Linked DNA regions of Oncorhynchus mykiss: region 1 is linked to region 2. The links are chromatin contacts, called in public Hi-C maps. All regions are on one chromosome and are shown on one strand. Each heading gives the region's core, a stretch centred on a gene start, on an enhancer-like site or on the middle of the called end of the contact. The rest is flanking DNA. Distances are from core to core; before and after follow the strand shown.

The links. Hi-C and Micro-C count contacts between places; a contact is called where the count stands out from the background.
Region 1: a Hi-C map of blood shows a contact between it and region 2, with 1.8 times the contacts expected there. The contact joins the enhancer-like site here to the promoter of LOC110524072 in region 2. A contact is called at or near these places in 3 of 3 Hi-C or Micro-C datasets (blood and liver).

The regions. Positions count from the first base shown.
Region 1 is chr5:55,267,620-55,274,524 of USDA_OmykA_1.1, forward strand. LOC110522973 (inaD-like protein) reads right to left here. Exons shown (of 47, transcript XM_036977877.1): 46 at 6,616-6,739; 47 at 827-4,198. The coding sequence ends at 4,052. LOC110524076 (PDZK1-interacting protein 1) reads left to right here. Exons shown (of 5, transcript XM_036977879.1): 4 at 300-389; 5 at 545-741. The coding sequence ends at 617. Among protein-coding and RNA genes, the nearest start is that of LOC110524076, 13 kb to the left of the region's middle. Within about 2 kb of position 3,847, at least 1 of the 11 cell types and tissues checked has an H3K27ac peak or open chromatin away from gene starts, as enhancers often do.
Region 2 is chr5:55,233,498-55,240,527 of USDA_OmykA_1.1, forward strand. LOC110524072 (FYVE and coiled-coil domain-containing protein 1) reads right to left here and starts at 3,075. Exons shown (of 18, transcript XM_021603386.2): 1 at 2,965-3,075. It overlaps LOC110524073 (chemokine XC receptor 1), which reads left to right and starts at 4,370. Exons shown (of 2, transcript XM_021603387.2): 1 at 4,370-4,451; 2 at 4,750-6,164. The coding sequence starts at 4,764. The coding sequence ends at 5,777.

The DNA of each region.
Region 1 (6,905 bases), core at 2,597-5,096, 35 kb after region 2:
TCCTTACTTCTTTAACCTGTCTCCTCCCCTTCATCTACACTGATTGAAGTGGATTTGACAAGTGACATAAAAAAGAGACCATAGCTTTCACCTGGTCAGTCTGTCATGGAAAGAGCAGGTGTCCTTAATGTTTGGTATACTCTGTAATTCACACTAAAGATTTAGAGTATTGGGACACAAGTTTTGGGGTCTCTAGTAAGAGTCTAGTTTTCCACCTGCACCGAACTATGAGATTGACAAGATGTTATAACTGAATGTAAGGCAGCATTTTAACGTTTACCATTCTCAATTGCATGAAGGCTGGAGACCAAAGTATGTGAGTGTGTGGAGACCACTGGCTATGGCAAGACCAACAGAGACAACTATAATACCAGTCTGGATACAGTCAGGTAAGATGCTCAAACAATGTCACTTAAAACACTTATTTTCTGTAGTTTTGTAGTCTACATTTCTAAACGATACTTGGGACCTAAAGATACATAAATGTTGGTGTGTGTGCAATTACAGCAGGGGTTGTGTTCTAATAGGTGTGTGTGTCCCACAGGAACGGAGATGACGAGGGTGCATATGAGAACATGGCCCTTGAAAGTGTGGAGGACAAAGCCACTGCCATGTGACCGATAAGAACCCATACAAGACACCAATGTGTATGGGTTTGTCATGGACACACACGGGCCTAAAGTGTGATTCAACGCTTAATAGACCTGAAAAATAAAATAAAAAGGTAAATTCTCATAACAATGGAAGCAACTGAAATATTTGCTATCAGTGTATGAATGAGACGTGGTGGTACAAGGGAATAAATTCACTTCGAGATCAGAGGTAGGACATGGTGGAAATGATTGTGCTCCCCTTGTATTTAATAAAACATCATCAAACAATTAGTCAGAAATCACGAAATGCATCAGTGTATGACCACAGTCAGTAGGCTTAACACATTTCAAAAGATGAGACTTGCATTTGTGATCATAGACAATATATTTTTCTATAGATATACTGTGTAGCCACACGTCATTACAGCAGAGTTTGTCACACATCGATATATAGGAAGGGTGGATTGTTTCTTTGGATTTGAAAATGCGTTTCCATCGATCAATGACGTGAAGAAAGACGTTTTCTGTGGCGCTTCGGACGAGCGCTGAGTTCAATGGCAATATAGACGGAACTATTGGGCGTGACGGAATCATCATTAGTCCAACGAACACGTGCACAAACACACAGCCTATTGCCGACTGACACGCATAGGACAAAGTCAGACAAAATCTAAAAGTCTAGAGTAGATGGAGAGATCACAGCATGAGAGAGAGGAAAATAAATAGGTAGCAGTGAGTTTAAAATGAATCTCTTTAAAGGGATCGGGCATTAAGACTTATAGAAATAGTCTCTCACAGAAATAAGACTGATGTATGATGAACACACACACACATAACAATCTACTCTGGCACATCAGCGACTCACGGCAGAGCAGGAGTCAGTCCCCTTAATAGGCCGACATCCCCTAAATCCTAGGACCCCTAACAAGTATTTAGGACGCACACCAGATTGCACTTTTACTGAGACAGGCACGACGCGAGAGTTAATATGCAGGGTTTTCCTTAGTGTTAACCGGGGTCATATTCATTATGGCACAACGTAGCTAAATGGTTTGCAAGTGTTTTTGTATTGGGCAAATTCAGGTAGTCCCTCCTTTTTTCAGTCTGCTTTCTCCCGTTTGGGACCTAATGAATACAACTGTGGGGGGGGGGGCTGAAAGTGTCTTGGAGTTGTTGTCACTTCCCGTGAGCGTGGAGGGGTTGCAGCGACACGGGAAACAGACGACAGGCTCCAGCCGAGGGAGAAAGGATATCCTGTAATTGTTGGACGTGGTGAGCTCCTCTCGCAGCTGGACAGAACAGTGTGGAGCTACAGCCACACATGGTTTGTATTCATTAGTGCACACCGTGGCAAAATGTCTTGCTACGCAAAACAAAAACAAGCATTTATTAAGTTCAGAGTGTCCCTTCCTGTTTCAGTCCATTTTAATTTGATGCCTAAGGAATGCACCCTTGATAGATGACGACAACGGCTCACAACAAGAAACCGATTGCTTCTGATAGTGCCCCAAATTATCAAAAACGTTGGTATAGGTTGGTACATGTCTGAACAAATGAATAGGCTTACGGTAACATGCACGCAGTACCATCCGCATGACACAAATAAAAACAATGACAAAGGCAGGTAAAACAGAGAGTAATGGCACTTCATTGAAATGCACGTGTCCAGTCCAACAAAGTTCAAATGATCGGGATTGGCTGGGAGGTGGATCGTCCAACTCAAAGCATCAATCAGGATGATCCTTCTCCCTTTGCTCAGTTAAGACAAAGCCTGGTTCCAGTCCTGTTTGGCGCGACAATGACCATGGGAGTAGAGCACAAATATCTTGGCGCAGACTAGCTAAGACATGGACGTAGTTTGAAACCATTTCATAGGACCTTAAATAGGCTTACGGGGATACTCCAGGGTCAGCGACAAAGGGAGGTAAACCCACACGAGGGGAAAGCAAGCAGGTCCCGCAACAGATACAATGCCCGATTTAAGTCCTGAGATTCGCCTACATTATATTGTATCGCTAATAGCAACTTGTCTGCTGCAACAATGCTAACAAACGCATAGTGTATATATTTTTCCTCGCTTTGCTAAACGGTCTCGGATTCAAAGGGGGGGGGGGGGGTTCAGATCATTTGGCAACACTGTGTACTAATAACCGGTCTCACATCTGCATACGCAAGGCAAAACTCCTTCGCGACACGCACAAAAGCTTACTGCTCTTAGCAGGACTACACAACATACTGCAGAGTGATAAACCAGACAGTAGTTGTTGGCCTTGATAACTGTGTTTGAATGGCTCCAGAGGGTGCTGTGTCATGCTATGAAGTGTTATAGAAGTACACGGCAGGTTACCAGTTATTTCAGCATAAACGCAATTGATTCATTTCGTTGACCACACTTATAGACTAGAGCAGGGTTATTCAACTCTGAGCCTACGAGGTCTGGAGCCTGCTGCTTTTCTGTTCTACCTGATCATTACATTTCACCCACCTCCCAGGTCTAAATCAGACCCCTGATTAGAGGGCAACAATGCAAGAAAACACAGTGGAACTAGCTTCAAGGTCCAGAGTTGTGTTTGAGGGGACTAGACTGTTGAATGTACTACCTTTGCGTAAGAGTATGACACCACGAGTTTAAATCGTGTGCGGGCAATGAGGAATGAGAAGATGTGCGTCAACCTGACAGTGACTCACTAGCCTACTGTGTGTGGGTGTTTATATACAGAATGTGTGTGTCTAAATGACCTGTTCCAGTCTAGTGTGTCGCAGCCCCGTTCCCTGCCGAGACCATTCGCCCTCACAGTTTGCACATTAGCAGCAAATTAAGCTGACATCTCTAACAGCTATCCAGTGTCTCCCGATCAGGGAGATGCTAAGCTAACGCTAGGCTAACGTTGAAGAGACCTCAACCAACTGAACCTCTCATATTGTTCTACCAGTGTTCTATGTAGGAAGCACGGGTGCGATCACACAAATAAAAGCTGAATGGCACAGACTGTAAAGCTTCCCTGTGATTCCTTGCTGTATAATATCCAATCATTTGCCATATTAAGAAGTGGTGTGTATCCAGTCAGCACAGCGATTGGAGCACCCTCAAAGTGAGGCTCCTAAGATGGCACACAGGAAGTTAGGTGTCACTACTTCCTGCAGCCCCCCAGATTACAGTCCTCTTATTTCTCATGGTTCACTTGAGGGCACAGCTGAACGAGGTGTGGCACACATGTTCTCTACATCTCTACAGGGCAGGGCTCTCCTTGGCAGTGCCATCTAGTGAGCGAATCCTTCCAGAACCAATGCCCCCTTTCTCGTTAATGGGCTGTTTATAAGGGTGAAGATGGGCATCAGATGTTGGCCAACTCAACGGAACAGAGTCTTGTTTTTTGTTTTTTGCACGTTGGAAAGTTGAAACCAGTTCAACCCCATAATGGTCGCTTTGCCAGTGGGGGTATAAGTGTGTGTGTGAGCTAGGAGAGGACTTCCAGAGTGACGGCCCCCTTCTGTCTCTTCAGTATGGCCACGGCCAGTTCGTGGGTGGCCCCCTCCAGACTCTCTCCGTTTACTGACAGAATCTGGTCACCCCTCTTCAGACGCCCGTCCACCGCCGCTGCCCCCTGCAGGGAGAACAGGGGAGCACAGAGTAAGTGGGGGAAAAAGGTGGTGACAAATAAGACAAATGTTTTTTGAAGCAACCTTATGATCCTTGGAACTGACGGCCTTTTAACTACAAACAGACAATCATAATATCAGTAAAACACAGCAAATTCCCTGTTCATGCTACAAAACCAACTTCAGAATAGGTTTTAAAGATAAGTCAAATAGAACCTAACATTCCATGACGTACACTAAAGCATTGTTGGCAGAATAGATGGATGCAGTTCAATGCATGATTACTGTAATTCACCAATACATTTCTTGGTTGTCAAATATTACTATCAGGTTGAACATCACAGCTGGCCTGGTACATTGTTTACTGCCTCCCAACTATTCGGGATGCACCGTTTCAGTTTCAATAATTAAATATTAAGGACAAAAACGGACGAATGTAACCAAGGCTGGGAAAGTCAACACAATGAAACTAGCAACAGCAATGATCACAAGCCAGTCATAACGTGGCTAATAGGCTAGCGTATCTATTTACGTAGCTATTTATTTAGCAAGCTAAAAACACGGAGCCTAACGTAATCTAGCCTAGTTAGCTGCTGGGAGGATGTCATGTCATTGGAGGAGCGGGTGAGTGAGTGACAGGTTTTTGTAAAAAATACATTTAAATCATATTGTTTTTCGGTGGTTACAGCTAGTGATGCAGGTTTCATTTGGTTAGCTACCAAGAAATGTGAATCCCTTTGCTCACTAGCTATGCTGAACTTGAACGACTGTTATCCAAGTTAGCATATCTTTGCGTTTGTAAATTCACTCTGGCTATCGACTCTAATTTCAGAGCACTCTCATTGGAGTGTGCCAGAGCGCAGAATATCTGATGAATTTACGCGCGGAATATGACTGGTGTCAGTAAACGTTGGAGAAAAAAATTATTGCCAGCATTCGTTAGTCACTAACGCTCTAGATAACATGTAAACCGCCTAACCAGCTCTGCTAGGGCGAGTAAAATGGTCAGAGAGGGGTTCTCTCATTCGTGTCTGGAAGTAACTAGCAAGCTAGTCAACTTCAGGTAGTTAGCTTGGGTGCTTGACTGCCACTGTGAGGAACGCTCGGATCAAACCTACTCCCCAGCCAGAGCGTCTAGTGTCAATAGCGCAGTGTGTGCTCTGAACACTCGGAGAGTGAAAGACACTGAATTTACAAACAGACAATCTGACAACGCTCTGAATTTACGAACCACCCAGAGCGCACTCTGACACAATGGAGGCAATTAAGGAGCGCACCCTTAGTTCTCAATCAAATGTATTTGACTTCGATCAAAATGGGCAGGCAAGCGCAGACAAGTTCCCATTCAGATGTCAACATGTTTGAGAGGGTTAACTTAATGTTCCCTCGTTAGATTTTTAGCTCATCTCACTCTGGCAAAGCATTCGTTGTTGATGTGCAGAACTAAGGGAGAGGGAGCCTACCTTTTCATGGTTGTTTGATCAATAGGACTGTAAAGTTCCCAAATGTAAGAGGACCTCCCTGGTATTTACATATTTGCAGAAATCCATTCAGGTGTATTTCCTGGCTTTCGGCAAACGCAGTCTAATGATCTAAAGTCCCGCTGTTACTACTGTAAATGTAAATAAATGATGGCATAAGTGTGGCAAACGGCTAATTTGCATTAAGGCCAACTGTAGCTCTGATTGGCTATGGCGCACTGGTCCTGGACATGACAGATGTTTTTATTAAGTTTTATTTACTGCAGTGTCTATTAATTGTCCAAACGCACGGCTGCATTCCCGCTATATTGCGATATAATTTTCACAAATGCCTTACTATATGCCATTCCCAAACATTCTATGAATGTATGAAAACGTGAAATGACCATATATAAGTACTCGCTTCTCAGTGGTTTAATAAGATTTCATGTTGCTAAAAACGCTGAGCAGTTCTACTTGGACTTCCTATTTTAGAAGTAATTACTGATCTGTTTTTGAATGCGTTATTGTGTGGATGTGTTTAAGTATACTTGTGGGGACTAGATTAATCCACAAGAATAGTAAAAGAAAAATGTTTTGACCAACTAAAGACATTTTTAGTCTTTAGTTTCTATTTCTAGGGGGTTAAGAGTTAGAATTAGGGTTTAGGAGCTAGTTATTTTTAGGGTTAGTTTAGGGTTAAGGTTAGGTTTTAGGGTTAAGGATAGATTTTGGGGTTAAGGTTAGGAACAATAGGATTTTGAATGGGACTGAATTGTGTCCCCCCCACAAGGTTAGATAGTATTATATGTGTGTGTTTAAATGTGTGTGTGTATATGTGGTGAAGGAGCATCTGCTGCCATCTGGTGTCCCAAAGGGGAACTAAAAACACTCTGCCCTATGGCAAGCTAAGCCACATTACCCTGCAGGCACGTGTGATGGTGCAAAGTGGAGTTAGTTACCTTGCTGAAGACAGTCTTGATGTAGATGGGCAGGTCTCCATGAGGGCTTCCGAAGCCCCCTACGATGCTGAAGCCCAGGCCGTCAGAACCCTTCTCAAGAGAGATATTCTTGGGCTTGGGGGCCCTGCAGAGACATGAAGGAACCAGAGGTTTAGGACTAGGAGGCACTGGGCTTCTTATTAAACAGGTCAAGGATCAGCTTTACCATTACCTAATCTTAACCATAAGGGGAGAAAACACTAAACTGACCCCAAATCAGTATCTAGGAGTACATTTATCCTACTTGCTCA
Region 2 (7,030 bases), core at 1,825-4,324:
TTTCTTTGCCACTCTGCCCAGAAGGCCAGCATCCCGGGGGTCGCCTCTTCACTGTTGACGTTGAGACTGTTGTTTTGCAGGTACTATTTAATGAAGCTGCCAGTTGAGGACTTGTCTGTTTCTCAAACTAAACACTAATCTACTTGTCCTCTTGCTCAGTTGTACACAGGGGCCTCCCACTTCTCTTTCTATTGTGGTTAGAGACAGTTTGTGCTCTTCTGTTACGGGAGTACACAGCGTTGTACGAGATCTTCAGTTTCTTGCATGGAATAGCCTTCATTTCTCAGAACAAGACTAAACAAGACTCAGAACAAGACTGAAGAAAGTTTTGCTTCTAGCCCTTTTGAGCCTCTAATTGAATCCACAAATGTTGATGCTCCAGATACTTAACTAGTCTAAAGAAGGACAGTTTTATTGCTTCTTTAATCAGAACAACAGTTTTCAGCCATGCTAACATAATTGCAAAAAGGTTTTCTAATTATCAATTAGCCTTTAAAAATGGATTAGCTAACACAACGTGCAATTGGAACACAGGAGTGATGGTTGCTGATAATGGGCCTATGTAGATATTTCATTAAAAATCAGCCGTTTCCAGCTACAAGTGTCATTTACAACATTAACAATGTCTATACTGTATTTCTGATCAATTTGATGTTATTTTGGACAAAGAATGTGCTTTTCTTTCAAAAACAAGGACATTTCTAAGTGACCCCAAACTTTTGAACGGTAGTGTATATCTTTGTCTGTCGTGACTACAACACAAAGCATATTGATACAGCCTCCATCATTCTTCAATATAAGAAGCTTGGAACCACCAAGACTCTTCCTAGAACTGGCCGACCAGCCAAACTGAGCAATCGGGAGAGAAGCGCCTTGGTCAGGGAGGTGACCAAGAACCCGATAGTCACTCTGACAGAGAACGATCCCTACAGTGAAGCGCGGTAGTGGCAGCATCAGGCTGTGGGGGTGTTTTTCAGCGGCAGGGACTGGGAGATCGAGGGAAAGATGAACGGAGCAAAGTACAGAGAGATCCTTAATGAAAACCTGCTCCAGAGCGCTCAGGACCTCAGACAGGGGCGAAGGTTCACCTTCCAACAGGACAACAACCCTAAGCACACAGCCAAGACAACGCAGAAGTGGCTTCAGGACAAGTCTCTGAATGTCCTTGAGTGGGCCAGCCGGAGCCCGGAACCCAATCGAACATCTCTGGCGAAACCTAAACAGCTGTGCAGCGATGCTCCCCATCTGCAGAGAAGAATGGGAGAAACTCCCCCAAATACAGGTGTGCTAAACTTGTAGCGGCAGGTAGCCTAGTGGTTAGAGAGTTGGGCCAGTAACTGAAAGGTTGCTAGATTGAATCGCTGAGCTGACAAGATAAAAAAAAAATCTGTTGTTCTGCCCCTGAACAAGGCAGTTAACCCACTGTTCCTAGGCCGTCATTGTAAATACGAATTTGTTCTTAAACTGACTTGCCTAGTTAAATATAAAATAAATAAAAATACCCAAGAAGACCCAAGGCTGTAATCGCTACCAAAGGTGCTTCAACAAAGTACTAAGAAAAAGGATCTGAACACTCATGTAAATATCATAACGTTTTGGATTTTTAATACATTTACAAAATGTTCTAAAAACCTGCTTTTGTGTGCGTTTACACATACACAAGCACACACACAGACTTGTGCACATGATTTTGCATGGGTGTATGCATTTAGGATAGCATGGGTGTATGCATTTAGGATAGCATGGATGAGTGTAATAGACTACATGTTATTTGATGTAGTATCTAAGCTGTAGGCTGTTTAGAGTGCATACGTGAGGTGTTGTGTGTAAGTATGTAAAGAAATGAAACTAGTACACATAATTCAATAAGGAAACAAAAGAAAAGAGAAAAACATAACACAATTAAACAAAAAACAGCCCGCAGTCTATCCCACCTCTTTCCTCTCAGCATTGGGCTCCATTTAATATGTATCACTGAAAAGTAGCCTACGCATTTCCACTGTTAGTCTACGCCTGTTGTTTACGAAGCATGTGACAAATAACATTTCATTTTATTTGAAGAGTTAAGGATAGGGCGCAGGCCCCTTGTCCGGTCTGGATCAAGTCACGAGCTAAACTGGTCGGCTACTGCGTAGCAAACTAGCGGTGCCAACAACACTGGTATGCCCAAAAAAGCCTATTTCAATTCCGATCGCCAGAACGTCCCAGAAATAATTCTGGGCTCTAAAAATTAGTTTATTATGATCAAGTTCGATCCCCAGGGTGAAGTATTTTGAAGTTCGCTACAAATCGAGATATTTTATTAAATAGTGATCCATTCTGACTACTGCATTTGTCTCAAACAGGACCACGTGCTAATCTGGCTACGTATCAATAAAATACACCATGTTGACACATGCCCAGTCGGAGCAACAGTCAGAGTTGAGCCTTTGCCGAGGACAAGCGCTAATCTGAACTAGGAAACACGCCATTTCCAATTTGATAAATAGTTGAACGCAGCACAAATATAACAACATCCAGTTAGCAAGTCGGACATTTCAGTTTCCTAGTTCCGACTAGTAGGTGAACGCGGCATTTGTTTGTCTCGCACACGCTACTGCAATCGATTGATCATGTCTCTCGTGTTTGATGGGATTTCGTGTGCGAAATAACCTACTTTCAGTGATAAGTACATGTTTAAAGGTCTACTGAAAGCACAATGTTTTCGCCTTTCGATGTTCCCCGTCCTTATGCAACAGTTTGCGATGGCCACAATTTTGTTTCAGCCATGAGGATAAAAATATGTTCCACTCAGAGAGGATAACTAATGTTGTTATTATCGATATCCAAAGTGACCGCGCGTGAGTGTAGTGTGCTTGGTATGCATATAGCCCCAAATCAGTTGTCATTAGAAGTGAAGTTGCATAAGACACATTGATATTCATATCAACAAATAGACATTGATTATTTAAGAGAGAAACGTACTTTAAACTTGGCGATCCATGAAAATCCAGAAAGTACGCAACCTTGCTATGTGGGGCGGAAACAATAACTGGATTGACAAGTAGCTAAACCACTTACAATGCGAGAAACAGGACCAGGACAGAGGGTTCGTTATGTAGGCTATAGTTTGGTTGTAGAGTATTGCAAGTTAAACAGTAAAATCATGTGACTACAGTAGGAATTAGACGGCTCAGACACGAGAGGTATGTGGCAGGGTCTACAGTCAATCACGGACGACAAAAGAAAAACCAGCCCCGTCGCGGACCACGATGTCTTGCTCCCAGACAGACTAAATAACTTATTTGCTCGCTTCGAGGACAATACAGTGTCACTGACACGGCCCGCTAACAAAACCTGCTGGCTCTCCTTCACTGCAGCCAACATGAGTAAAACATTTAAACGTGTTAACCTTCACAAGGCTGCAGGCCCAGACTGTCTTGTTTTGCACACTTTGTAGAAAATGTATGTTTACACATATGAATATTACACAGACGGCATCCTCTGCTGCCAGTATGTTGACTGCTGCCAACATACTGTCTCAACTCTAGCCACCTTAATAATGGAAAAATGTATGTAATAAATGTATCACTAGCCACTTTAAACAATGCCACTTCATATGTTTACATACCCTACATTACTCATCTCATATGTATATACTCTACTCCATCTACTGCATCTTGCCTATGCCATTCGGCCATCACTCATTCATATATTTTTATGTACATATTCTTATTCATTCCTTTACACTTGTGTGTATAAGGTAGTTGTTGTGAAATTGTTAGGTTAGATTACTTGTTAGATATTAATGCATGGTCAGAACTAGAAGCACAAGCATTTCGCTACACTCGCATTAACATCTGCTAACCATGTGTATGTGACAAATAAATTTAGATTTGATTTGAATGTCTGGTTTATTTGTCAGGACTGTCCCACAGTCATATAGGCAGGATTTGTAAGAAAATAAATAAGCTTTAGTGAAGAAGAAGAAAAAGAAAATAAGAACAAGAAAGTGTTTTATCTAAAAAAAACAATTTAAAAAAGGAAAGTTTGTTTTATAAAACATTAAAAGCAGATGATAGCCTATTTATACAATTGTAACATGCTACACGATACAGTACACATATTTCAACTAGATATTGTATTTGTACAGCTAGCCTACTGCACTTCTTTTGATGGCACAGTTACTTTATCGGTTGGTTGTAAACCTGTTGAGTTAAACCACAGATGAAAAATATTTTTGTTTTTCATGTACTGCACGCCTACGTAGAATGGAAATACCTTCGGCAGTGCAATTATGACTGTAGGATATTTCATGTTTGCCACAAAAAAGGTACACCGGAACAAACTAGGAGGAATAGAAACCTGATTATTTTGTTACCTTAGCGACATCACACCTCAACGGTCCTCGTATCATTGTGCACATGGGAACGTGAGGCCATCAAGCTAAACTGAAAGAACAGACACAACAGGTAAGTTTGATCTTGTAAATAATTTATTGAGCCTAATCCTTCAAACTTGACTAGAGTTTTAGCCAAACCAAGATATAGATCAATACCAAAAGACTGTTGTTACATTTTAATTGTTTCAGTTTCAGATGTTTCCATGACTTCTTCCTCATTCATTTTTGTATACCTTTTTTTTAACATTTCTGTAATTGTAGTTGTAGGCAAATTGTTAAGTCATTTTGAGATTTGTGTTGCAGTTTTTAAAAGAGGGACACGCATGAAGAAGTCATTGATAATTATAATTAGCATTTTTCTTTTCCAGCTTCCAACCTGACCATGGGATATTACGATACAAACATCACTTATGATGACAACTATATAGATGAGGTCTGTAACAAGGAAGATGTTGTCAAGTTTGGCTCCATCGCCACCCCTGCCTTCTTCTCTGTGGTGACCATCCTGAGTCTAGCGGGCAACATCCTGGTCCTGGCCATCCTGGCCAAGTACGAGAACCTCAAGTCTCTCACCAACATCTTCATTCTCAACTTGGCCCTATCTGACTTGGTGTTCACCTTTGGTCTGCCCTTCTGGGCAGCCTACCACATCTGGGGCTGGACCTTTGGCTGGTTCCTCTGCAAGACTGTGACCTTTGTCTTCTACGCAGGCTTCTACAGCAGCGTTTTGTTCCTGACCATCATGACGATCCACCGCTACCTGGCCGTGGTGCATCCTCTGTCCGACCACGGCTCCCGGAGGGGCTGCTACGGGGTCACCGTCTCTCTCATCATCTGGGCGATCAGTTTTGGTTTGGCCGTCCCCGCTTTGATTTTCAGCTCTGTCCAAGAGAATCCCCACGAGGGAAAAAAACATTTGCATTGTGAATACAGCGTTCCAATGTGGAGGAAAGTGAGCACATACCAACAGAACGTCTTCTTCTCGGCTGCTTTTGCAGTTATGGGTTTCTGCTACGTAAGAATATTGGAGGCAATCTTCAAGTCAAGGTCACACATGAGGAATCGAACCGTGAAACTGATCTTTAGTATCGTGGCAGTATTTTTCCTTGGCTGGGCACCTTACAACGTGGTTATATTTCTGAGGTTGTTGACCGACTACTCCGTAGCACCTTTCAACGATTGTGAGGTCAGCATGAAGCTCGACTATGGGTTCTACGTGTGTCGACTCATTGCTTTCTCCCACTGCTGTCTCAACCCTGTCTTCTACGCATTTGTTGGGATCAAGTTCAGAAATCACTTGAAGGTTATTCTGCAGAGACTTTGCAGTCACCGAAGCACCGTAGATTCACAACCGATGGAAGCGACTCATGTTCCCTCAAGGGGATCCATGTATTAGTCTGGCTCTTGAAGTTTCAGAGCACCATGGACTGAGCAGTCCAACCATGATCAATTGTAAAATGAACCTCTTTGCTTTTTCAATACATTTAGAATGTTACTTTTTAATATTTTATTTCCATTACTTATTATCATTGTCATTTTGTCTTGTTCTTTTCATTCTATTGTTAGTCCCACTATTGGTATTTTAACAAGGGTTAAAATACTTTGCCTGATGTATTTGTATAACGTATCAAAAGTACTTTTCAAATAGTTATTATTGATCTGAACCCTTTTTACAGTGTGTGTACTACAGTGGATATTAGGATAGATACAGAGGAGGACAAATTCCTAATTACGTCTTTAAATATGGGGATGTAGAGTAGATCAAGTGGTGTGTGTGTGTGTGTGGGGGGGGGGGGGGGGGGGGGGGGGGGGGGGGGGGGGGGGGGGGGGGGGGGGGGGGGGGGGGGGGGGGGGGGGATAGGCTCCCTGCAGTAACTTTACCACTTTAGCACTGCATAATGGGACTTTTTCATAGCTTCAGCTAGGGTTCCACTGCCCTCTGCTGGGGAAAGAAACAATAAAAAGGTTTACAGCAGAGTCCTCAATTATTTTCCCTATGAGGTTCAGAGCCTGCTGTTTTTTTGTTCTACCTGATCACTACATTGCACACATCTGGTGTCCCTGGTCTGAATCCCTGATTAGAGGTGAACAATACAAAAATACAGGGGCACTGGCTTCGACGTCCAGAGCTGAGCTTGAGGGGTTCACAGCATCCGGGCCCATATTCATGAAGCGTCTCAGAATGCTTTTTAAATGTTATTTATTTTTTATTTCACCTTTATTTAACTAGGAAAGTCAGTTAAGATGCCAACGATACTGACCCAGGTTCAGCCCCCCCCCCCCCCATGTAATTATTAATTATGATCTAAAAGGAAAAACTGGTCCTGGATCAGCATCTACTATATGAATATGCACCCTGATATATATTATATACCAAGCCGGGCTCCCATCCAAATAGCCTACTAACCAAGTCCAGCGCTGCTCAGCCTCCGAGTCTAGAGATTGGGCGTGATCAGGGTGGTTGGACATAAGCGATGATAAGGGAGGAAGAGATGCCTCTTATGGCTGTTATTATGCTTTTGGAGATGTGGGGAGAGCGACAAACTAGGAGTAGGAAAAGATAGTGAGAGATTAAAACTGTGGCCAACATATGAACTTGGTCTAGAAGTCTTTAAAACAGGAGCACTATTCCACTCTTTTAAAGTGTGT